Regions from separate parts of the Ovis aries genome. Here region 1 is linked to region 2. Evidence: chromatin contacts called from public Hi-C data. All regions are on one chromosome and are shown on one strand. The core of a region is the stretch at or near the end of the contact, and the rest is flanking DNA. Distances in the headings are between cores, read along the strand shown.

The links. Hi-C and Micro-C count contacts between places; a contact is called where the count stands out from the background.
Region 1: a Hi-C map of hypothalamus shows a contact between it and region 2, with 2.5 times the contacts expected there. The contact joins the promoter of ZSWIM6 here to the enhancer-like site in region 2. A contact is called at or near these places in 3 of 16 Hi-C or Micro-C datasets (blood, hypothalamus and skin fibroblasts).

What each region holds. Positions count from the first base shown.
Region 1 is chr16:18,205,711-18,210,971 of ARS-UI_Ramb_v3.0, forward strand. ZSWIM6 (zinc finger SWIM-type containing 6) reads right to left here and starts at 3,543. Exons shown (of 14, transcript XM_015101288.3): 1 at 2,853-3,543. The coding sequence starts at 3,528. It overlaps LOC132657946 (a long non-coding RNA gene), which reads left to right and starts at 3,787. Exons shown (of 3, transcript XR_009596761.1): 1 at 3,787-5,261.
Region 2 is chr16:18,133,285-18,138,493 of ARS-UI_Ramb_v3.0, forward strand. The region is part of intron 1 of ZSWIM6 (zinc finger SWIM-type containing 6); the gene reads right to left. Among named protein-coding and RNA genes, the nearest start is that of ZSWIM6, 73 kb to the right of the region's middle. Within about 2 kb of position 3,062, at least 14 of the 54 cell types and tissues checked have an H3K27ac peak or open chromatin away from gene starts, as enhancers often do. A contact at or near this core is called in hypothalamus, where this site is marked.

The DNA.
Region 1 (5,261 bases), core at 2,293-4,792, 73 kb after region 2:
TAACCAAGAAAAGTATGTTTAAATACTGGGAAGTCCCAATTCTCTGCCCCTCAATTCTTAAGTAATCTTCAACATTGTAAGTGCAAAATAAAGTCCAGCAACTAGACTGTCTGTATTGTAGTTATAATTTAGTCATCTCTACAAAAGTCAATGAATACTTCCTGTACAAACAAACTTGTAATTTTGCAATACCAGAAAACTGCTTATGATGCTATCAACACATATTCTGTTCTTTTCCATTTCAGGTTATGAAGCGAAAAAGACTTCTACCTCAAATCACAAAATTATAAAATAAGCTTCATGTTAGTTCCAATTCAAACCACCACTTAGAGCTAAATTAGATGGTTAACCTAGCCACTCTCACTGTTCTTCATCAAGGGAAGAAAAAAAATCCTGGTCATAAGTTTTCTATCTCACAGTGCCAGCTGCCAGGCATTTAACAGCCTTCCATCTCTACACCGACTGGCACAACAAGTAATACAACTTGGAAGTTAAGGAAATTGGCAGAACACAGAGGGGAAAAACGAATTTTTTCCACCATTTGTACAGCACTTGTTTAGCACGTATGTAAGTGTTTCCAAAGGGGTGGTCAACTCTTCAAGCTATATGAGAAGCATCATCCTGCTTCACATCAACCACTGCCAACTCCATTCAGTGGCCTCCTTCCCCTCTGGGGACTATTCAGAAAGTTACTATTTTCTTTTACAACTCACCCAGGCCTCTTCACCAATGAAAGCAGGCAAGGCCCACGCTGTGTGTCTGTCTCCTAGAGAAGATTGCATCTTTTATTTATCGTCCCTTGGCTTTATTTTCACAGTGAATTCCTGGCTTAAATGCAATCAGCCAAGAAACCCTCCCTGTGCGCTCTCCTGTCATTCCTCATTGCTTGCAAGCAGAGTCAAGCACAGAAGGGGGAAAAAAAAACTCAGCATTGCCAGCCAAGCCATAAAAACTCACAAACTAGTTTGTTATACTGAGATACCATGGATGTGCTTCAATCCATTTCAACCAGGCAGGAAACAAGGGGAGGAGGGGTATAACTTGAAAGAATGTTAAATAGATTTTTTTTTAAAGGATAGATGGATAGCCTCAGAAGTTAAACCCCCCTCCAGACATAAGGAAAGGGTGTCTAACCTAGAAAAGGCAACACTGGGGACGGCCTTTAGAAATAAATGACCATGCAGAAAAATCACGTTCCCAGATTGCATTTGAATTCAAATTAACCAGACAGGATTATAATTCTCTCTTGGGGCCCCACCCAGACCCCTACCCGACTCCCAAAGAGAAGGATAAAAGGAACTGACTACGGAAAGAGAAGATTAAATTAAAAATCAGAGACAGTCATGCTGCCAAATCTCTCCCCATTCATTAGGAACAGCGTTCACCACCACAATTTAAATAGACAGCACTATAAGAGGGGGGTAGAAAAAATACGCCCGTTTTGCAATCAGGAGAAAAATACGAGGAAAGGGGAGTTTCACTACAGCATTGTTCTTTTCCGTCTAGCTCAAACATCCCCAGCACTACAGCTGGAAAAAAAAAAAAAAATCTGACCAGAAAGACACATTGGAGGGTGGGGGGAGCGGGGAACACAGAGAAAGCTTTTAAAACTCGGTATTTGAGAAAACTCTCATGGTCTGTCAGAGAAAGAAGGGCTGTGCAGCTTTAAGTCCTTCTCTCGCCTTTGTCAAATATCTTCTACTTTACAAGCCCTGAAAAGAAATAAAGAGACTCTTTTGTTTGGTTTCCCCTTTTCGGAGGGTGACAGAAAACTGAAAGGGGCACAAATAAGCCTGAAAACGAGAACAAAGTGCGGGGTCGTGCCCGACTGCCAGGCGGCCGCGCCGGGAGGGACGCGGGAGCCGACGCCAAGCCCCTCCGCCTCGCGCTCCGGCCGCCGCCGGCCACAGCTCCCCGCGGCTCGCACGCAGCCCTACCCGGCCCCCTCCCCGGTGCAAACCGAACTCCGCCGGCGGGAGCCCCGGGCACGCCGCGGTCCCCCGGTAGGGGGAAGAGCCAGCTGCCACGGGCTCGCACCCTTTGATTCGCGGGCGTCCTCGGGAGGAGAGGTCCCTCAGGAAAGGGGTCCAGCCTGACGCCCGCGCACCCCGAGACGGAGAGGAGCGGAAGGAAGGACATTTAAATCCCGGGGCGGCCGGCGGAGCTCGCCCGGGCCAGCCCAGACGCCGCAGCGACTCTCCCGGCCCCCCGGAACGCCGCGGCCGCCAGCCCGTCGAAGCCCTGAGGAGCGGCCGCCGAGTGGCATTAAAATGTATTTCCCTCCCCTCAAATGGAGGGGGCGGGGAGGGGGGTGCAGAGGAGAAAGACCGGCGAGTGACAGGCTAGGGGAGAGACGAGGCAGAGCGCAGAGCGCGGCCCGGCCGCCGGCTCGGCCCCGGCCGGCATTGTCTGTGCGGCCCGCGCCCCCTCCCCCGCCCCGCACGGCCCCACCACAGACACCCTCCGCCGGAGCCCGGCCGGCCGCCCGCGCCTTTGTCCACATTCTCCCCCCAACACGGGTCAGCAGCTCTCCAGGACGTGCTCCCCGGGAGAAGGGCGGGGAACGGAGCGGGCCGGGGGCACCCGACACCCACCCGGCGGACCCCGCGGAGGGGCGCGTCCTGCTGATTCATTTCCCACTCGCGCTGGCCCGTCCGGGGAGACAGGGGGCGGGGAGGGGCGGAGAGGAAATGGGCGCTTCGTTCAGAAGGACTGTCCCGGCCAGTGAGGGCATCGGGCGGGGTGCGGGCGCGCGCTGCGCTGAGGGGCTGCTCAGAGGGGAGGGGGCTGGCGTCCCCCCCCCCAGGGACTGACGGACGGAGAGACGACCCCGCGACTGCCCCGTGACTCACCGACTTGCAGGACGTTGTCTACGCAGCCGCTCTCCAGCAGCGCGATGCCCCGGCGGAAGGGCAGCCGTGTCTCATCGCCGCCGTCCGCCGGCCCGGCGGCCCCCACCGACGGGGCCCCGGCCCCGGAGGCGGCGGCAGCGGCGGCGGCGGCGGCGGCAGCGGCGGCGGCGGCCGAGGTGGCGGCCGGCGAGGACGAGGAGCCGCCGCCGCCCGCGCCGCCCGCGCCGCCGCCCGCGCCGCCGGGGCCGCCGCTGTCGTCGCCGGGGCCGCCCGCGGCGCCGCCGCCGGTGTTGAAGGACGAGTACATGCAGATCTCCCGCTCGCTGCGGGGGAAGGACCAGTAGACGATGCGGCGCTGCACCGGCTCCGGGATGCGCTCGAAGCGCTCCTCCACGCGCTGGAACGGCCACTTCTCAGCCACCTTGCGCGCCGCGATGTCCAGCAGCGACTCGGGGCTCTGGGTCTTGCCCGGCGGCAGCAGCCCCAGTGCTGCGCCGCCTCCGCACGCCGCTGCCGCCGCGCCGCCCGCCCGCGGGCCCGGCCGACAGGCAGAGCTATAACCGCCACCCGCTCCTCCGCCGCCGCTGCTGGCCCCGCCGCCGCCGCCGCCGCCGCCGCCGCCCGGCCGGCAGCAGAGCCGTTTCGCGGGAGGAGGCTGCTGTCCGCGCTCCGCCATGACCGCGCCGCTTCTAACCCGACAGCGGAAGTGCCGGGACCCTATAAACGGCACAAGGAAGCGCGACACGCACACGCCGCCGCGACGCCACGCTGCCATCTAGGGCCCGCCGCTCCTTGTACGGGCACAAGAGGTGGGGCCTTCGCCGTGACGTCGCGGCCGAGGCGGGGCACCGATAGGGGGACCTAGGGCCAAGGGCGGGGCCTATGCAAATCGCTGAGCTGAAACATAAATAGAGCACTCGGCGGACACGGGGGTAGCGGGGGCGGTGGGGTTGGGTGCCCGATGGGCTGTGAGAATGTCAGGCTGCTGTGACGCGGGGGGCGGGGCTCAGGCGGGGTTCCCGGGGGAGGGGGCGGGCTGCCAGGCATGGCCTAGGGTGCATGGGTCTCCGCGCCCCCTGCCTGCTCAACTTCCCCCTCCAATTCCCTGCTTCCCTTTGATGTCCCGCAAGTGTGGACGCGCCTCGTGGGTCGCTGCGGGGAGGGAAGAGTAGATGGGAGGTGAGCACGGGAAAGGGGTCCTGGTAAGTGGGGGGCGGGACCCTGAGTTGAGGCCCCACCCCCACCCCCGCCAGAGCCGGCCCGCCGGGGGAAAAGCCTCTGGGCGGAGGAGGCGCTTTCAAAACAAAGAAATGCGGCGTGGAACCCGGGGGACTGGGGTGGTAAGGAAGGCGGAGGAGGTGCGGCTGAGGCCGCCTGCTTCCCCTCCAGTCAGCCCAGAGGAACTCCCCCCACCCCCAGCCCGGGCTGCGGCGCCGGAGAAGAGGGAGGAGGCTGCGGTAGTCGGCTGTTTTCCATTTCACTTTTGCAGACCAAGGCGGAGAAGAGCACCAGCTCCGCTGCTCCTCTTGTCTGCAGCACGCTCTACCCCGAGCGAGTCTCAGCTTCCGCTCAGTCTCGGCTTCCAAGCTTGCCAAAGTGTCCGAAAACGCGCAGAGCGCTCGGAACCTGTCCCGCAGCTGTGCGACGCGCGTCTCGAGCTGGCCGCAGCCGCCCCGCCCTCGTGCGCCTCAGCCCCGCGGGCGGGGATGCCGGCTCCACGGCCTCTCTACCGGGACCCCGCTCCAGGCCCGGGCGTGCTCCGGCTCGAGGTGGAAGGCACACCCGGGTAGTGGATTTAGCAAACACACCTTTGTGAGTACACACGACACGGGCGCGCGCGCACACACCCTACAGGCGCGCGCGCACAGTCCAGCCGGCTGCAGACGGCGCGCCCCGGCCGCTCGGCGGCGGATGGTCGCTGGGAGCGCACTCGGTGCACCTTTGAGTCCACGGCCAGCCTCGACCCCGGGCTGCAGGGAGCCCTGGCGCTCGGGACGCACGCCGGGCTCTCTGCCGCCGTGGCGGCGCCCGACCGCCCCATCCTCCTGGGGTAAGGCTGCGTGGGGGCGGGCGGGCGCAGAGCGCAGCTTGCTGGGGCCGGGGCGCCGGCGAAGGCAAAGAAGCGAGTCCCCTGTGAGCCAGGAACGCTGCAGACATTGTTCTTCGTACTCTCCAGGGCTCGGTCGAATGTGGGTCCAAAACACAGCCTTAATTACCACGTTAGAGACATCCCTACTCTTTGCCCTGCCTTCTGTTTTTCCTGTAAACCGTGTCACTGATACTGTGGCTATTTTAGAAGATAAACCGTATCTCCTTTGACACGTTCGCATCTTTTAAGGTTATTGGCTGATACCCACATGCCTGCCTTGTTGGATTTAAAAAGAGAAGAGCGCTCCCGAGTTTTCAAGA
Region 2 (5,209 bases), core at 1,812-4,311:
GTGCTTCATCCAACCCAGCATTCTGCATGATGTACTCTGCACATAAGTTAAATACTGAAACATACTGAAACCATTATATTCTGCCTGAGCCATCAGCACTGAAAGGATCAAATCAAGGATGCTGCTTTTCCCCAGCTCCACTCCAAATAAAGATGCTAGATCTGATGTACAACAGTTGAAATTCTGACTGCCCACTAGCTCTATTTCTGCATACGAGGTAGCTCAACTACCTCCTGTGAGGTCTTCTCCTTTTAATCATGACATTTCAAGTGGAGGGGCCCCAGTCTCAATCCATTTGAGACTCAATCCCCAGTCTCAATTCCAGTTCACTGGAAATGGTAATAAGGTATCTACATGTTTTGCCCAAATTTTCAAACCATCTACTAGAAATTAAATGTTGACTAAGGGTAAGCTACAAGGCTAATAAACATCCTTTTTTTTTTTTTCATGTGAGCTAGAATTAAATCAACTCAGTGTGGGTTATATTAGTTACTCACAGTTTTCTTATATTCCCTGCTATAATGTCTTTTACTTGAATAACATAATGATTACAAATCCAAGTGTATTTATAGATAATACTTTTTAAAACATAGGTTAACTAGACAAAAGTAATTTTAAAGAGTTCTTATTAAAGACAAGGTTAAAGCTTTCTGAAATATAGTATTTGGGCAGCAAAAACATTGTTGTTTTGGGTAAACACTTCCAATTAAGAAGCTCCTTCTTCACTAACATCAAGATTGCTGGGCAAAAATTTTTGCCATGTTCCCATTCTTTATAAGCTAAAATGTTCTCACCTCAGTTGAGATTAACAGAGTCTAAAAAGCAGATGATTCATTAAGTCATACTTTCCTTCTACATAGTCCAAATATAGACTCAAATAACAAGACCTAAGCATTTACTCTGTATTTGAAGAGGTTTTATTTTATAAGACATCTATTTTTGCAAAAACAAGGAAAGGAAACTCTAATTTTAAATCCATACTCAAATCACTTATAGCTTTACTCCCAGAGCACAACGGAGAGACCATGAGGACTTCACATGGGTAGTACCGGGTTGCTTTACACAGCAGGTAGGTGAAAAAGACCAGTGAGTACACCAGGTGGTGTTTTCTTCTGCCTGCGTTACTCCTCCTAGGGAGCCCAATCACGCTGTATCATTACTCAGAAGATTTTCATGTTTTGTGGGAGAACTAATTAAAAGCATTTCTCCGTGGAGAAACCAAGATACAGTGAGGTCAAAAGTGAGTGGGCAGTCATATAATTGCTGACTAAGCAGGATTTCATAACCTCTTTCCTAATTCAATGTTTAATATACTAAATATTCCTGTTGGATATTTCATGTTAAATGAAATAACCTTAATATCTGGATCCAATATAACAGAATAACTCATAGTTCTTTATACTTTTATTACTATTTTGCATGAAATGTATTATCACCAAAGATATCTAAGGAGAAAATTCAAGTTCTTAAAGTCTAGCCTAATGCTTTAAAAAGAAAATACATCACTTATGATGTTTTCTGTTAGTCTCTCAGTCATGTCCGACTCTTTGCAACCCCATGACTGTAGTAGCCTGCCAGGCTCCTCTGTCCATGGGATTCTCCAGGCAAGAACACTGGAGTGGGCTGCCATTCCCTTACTATTTATAAACTTGGAACACTCTTAAATTCTATAGGACTGACAATTTAGGCCTGAATCTGTCATCTTTTGCCAAAGAACATCCTGACTTTTTGTTGCTTTGTTTCTTCCTGTAGGTTGACTTCACCTTAGCTGGGCTGCTGCACATAGGTGTAATTTCAGTGACTGACTCCAGAAGGTGAGTGCTACCATATGTCTAAAGAAATGATTAAGATCAGGCAGAAACTTTTCAAGAAGATGGAAAAATAAGCAGAAGGCTTCCTTTCATGAACGACTAAAACCTCCTCTATTGAAAGTCACAATAGCATATTCTTATAAATTTGAGGTCCCTGAAACAGCTACTCAAATCCAGTCAATTAACTACAACAGATAACTTCAGTAGCCACACCAAATAGTCTTCCTTTATTGGACTGGCCAAGTAAAAACGTTTTCCAAGAAGCTTAACAGCGTTTTTTAGACCCTTGTTTATAAACTTGCATTGCTCTCCATGTTCACCACCCACACCCCTCATGCCCCACAGATTTCCCTCCACACACACACATAAAGCTAGGAAGCTTGCATTTCTGACTACGACTCACATCAACTAAGAACCAGAAGACTAACAAACTCTTGGCTCACATCAACTAAGAACCAGAAGACTAACAAACTCTTGGATATGACTAAGCAAAAGGATCTAATTAATAAATAGTTAAGAAAAGCACAAATTTTAAAAAATAAAAGAAACCATATGAAAACAGGAGATTAGGGAGGGAAGGCAACTTGAAATCCTTGTAAGATGTCCCCAGGGGGAAAAAAAAAGCCCACATTTTTCTTTAAGGGCTGAAGAATCAGCATCAATAACTCAAACCTATCATGCCCATAGGTGGTTTTAAGAGACTTGTATTCAATACAACTGGCAGTTTTCCACATAATATTTCTTCTTTTTGATTTTCTGTTTTACAGAATTCCACTTGAGAGTTTTTACAATTTATTTCTCTTACCAAATCTGAAATAAAATAAACTCCAGGTTATGACAAATCAAGAACCTCATATTCAGCAAAAATCATCTCTCTGGCCCCTTCTCTACTAAAAATCACCATATTTTTTACTGTTTCTTTCTGAAACAAAAGCAAAGGTCCACGAAATTTGACAGTCTGATATATGTTATAAATCTTTTATTTCATGCTTATGCTTACTATTTAAACTGAAGCAATACAGAACCCTGACGATGGGAAAAGGAAACTCTTTCACCTTACAAGGAAAAATCTGTCACCAAAATTTAATAGTATTCATTAAAGAACCGCACACTTTCGCGCGGCCTCTGCTGTGTCAGTCACACACGCCGCCCCGCCCTCTGCCCTGTCAGTCACGCGCAAGCCCCGCCCCTGGGCTGTCAGTCCCGGCGCTGGCCCGCGGCTGAACTGGCGGCGCTGACGTCAGCTGGCGACCGCGGCCGCATTCCTAAACAGTTCAGACAAACCCACTGGTGGGAAGCTTCGAAAGCCCTCAGCTGTAGTGAAGAAAGCAAAGGCTTGGCTGGCAGCCAGACTCCTGAGCTCAGCATTTTGTAATGCACTTCCTTTCTACTTAACAGCTTGCATAATGCCTTTAACCCTTCCTTTACCTGTGTCACACCTTTAACCCCTTCTCCTCCTGGGCGAAATTCAAAGCGAACTCGGAAACTTGCTCTCCCACTGGATTTTAATGTATTCTGTCCCAAATCACAACTGACTTATTTCTTATATTGCTGAAGAGGCAATTTAATTAAACATGCACGCTCTGAACAGTTCACTTTTCACCGCTTAGAGCAATGTTATTTTTCAAGCAAGGAAACAAAAACATTTTATTAAAACAATATATTTAAATGTTCAATTTTTTTCAAGATCCTTCCTTCATAATTTGTCTCTTAGAATTTATTTTTTCAAGAGATGATACTTTCAAGAATCCAAACAAAATGAACAAACTGGTATTTGCAATGACAAAACTCTCCCTCCAACCCTGTGACCCCCTGCCATCCAGGTCCATAAAAACAAATGTGATTTATTATCCTGGTATTTTTACACAGGAATAGTTTAGTTACATATAAAGAAATACAAATATATTCTATTTTCCCCTCTTTTTAACTAAATGGTAAACCCAACAGCTTTCTCTGTTGCTTCTTTTTTAGAACTGCAAGGAATTCCACCACAATTTACAGAATTTATCGATACCAGTACCCTGTATATAAGCATTTTGACAATTTATAATTTTTCTACTATTAGAAATACAGGTATATGTTTAGAAAAACAGTCTTGTGTCTATGATGAGTTTGAAGCAAATTTTATATATTAAAGAAATTAGCCCTTTGTCTGTGATGAGTCACAAAAATGTTTTTTCCACCTAGGTGAATTTGGTGGTTTGTCATACAGGAATTTAGGGGTTTTATGTAGCTGAATGGCTATAAATCTATTCTTTCAGGGCTCCTGTGGTTATTGTATCAGATATAGACTGTCATTCCCCCATGTAGTTTTTAAAAGAATTATCCTATGGTTTCTAATACTGTATGTTTTGTTTTACATTGCAATATTTGGAGTTTGTATTTTTTTTTCCTAGATGGATATCCACTAGTCCCAACATTATCCACTGAATATCTATCTTTCCTCACTGTTTTGAAATGTTACCCTTATGCTTTTGAGCTGTGGTGTTGTAGAAGACTCTGGAGAGAGTCCCTTAGACTGCAAGGAGATCCAACCAGTCCATCCTAAAGGAAATCAGTCCTGAATATTCATTGGAAGGACTGACGCTCAAGTTGAAACTCCAATACTTTGGCCACGTTATGTGAAGAACTGACTCATTGGAAAAGACTCTGATGCTGGGCAGGAGGAGAGGGGGACGATAAATGGTTGGATGGCGTCACAGACTCAACGGACATGAGTCTGAGTAAGCTCCGGGAGTTGGTGATGGACAGGGAAGCCTGGAGTGCTACAGTCCATGGGGTCCCAAAGAGTCTGACATGACTGAGTGGCTGAACTGACTGACCCTTACATATTATATTTACTAAATTACTTTATGTCAGTTAGGTTCACAGTATTTTTATGCTGTCTTTATCATCAGTAATCATTTTTAAATCTAAAAAAGTAAGGTATGTTTTGTATAGACAACAAGATCCAGTTTCAATAAATACATTTCAGATTTGAGTTTTATTTATTTTTAAACCAAACTAAATCCTTTTCCGGGATTCTGGGATAAATTAAAGCATAACATTATTATGTTACATGTAAAGACTTATACTGAAATTCTATCTAATGTTATTTCAAGTAACTGACATTTTGAAAATAAATATCCATTCAGAAACATCACTCTTGACTAATTATGGCAAGCACTTTTACTCTTCATAAAGACATCAGATAATAACCAGAAAGATTTAAAACATTGAAAACATTGTTAAAACAAAATCCTGACACTGACTGGAGACAACTTTGATTTTTTTTAACTGTTCATGCAGTTGTTTTATTATTTCACTTTATTTGACCTTGTGGCACAGCATGAGGATCTTTACCAACCAGCGATCAAACCCATGCCCCCCTGCAGTGGAAGCATGGATTCTTAACCACT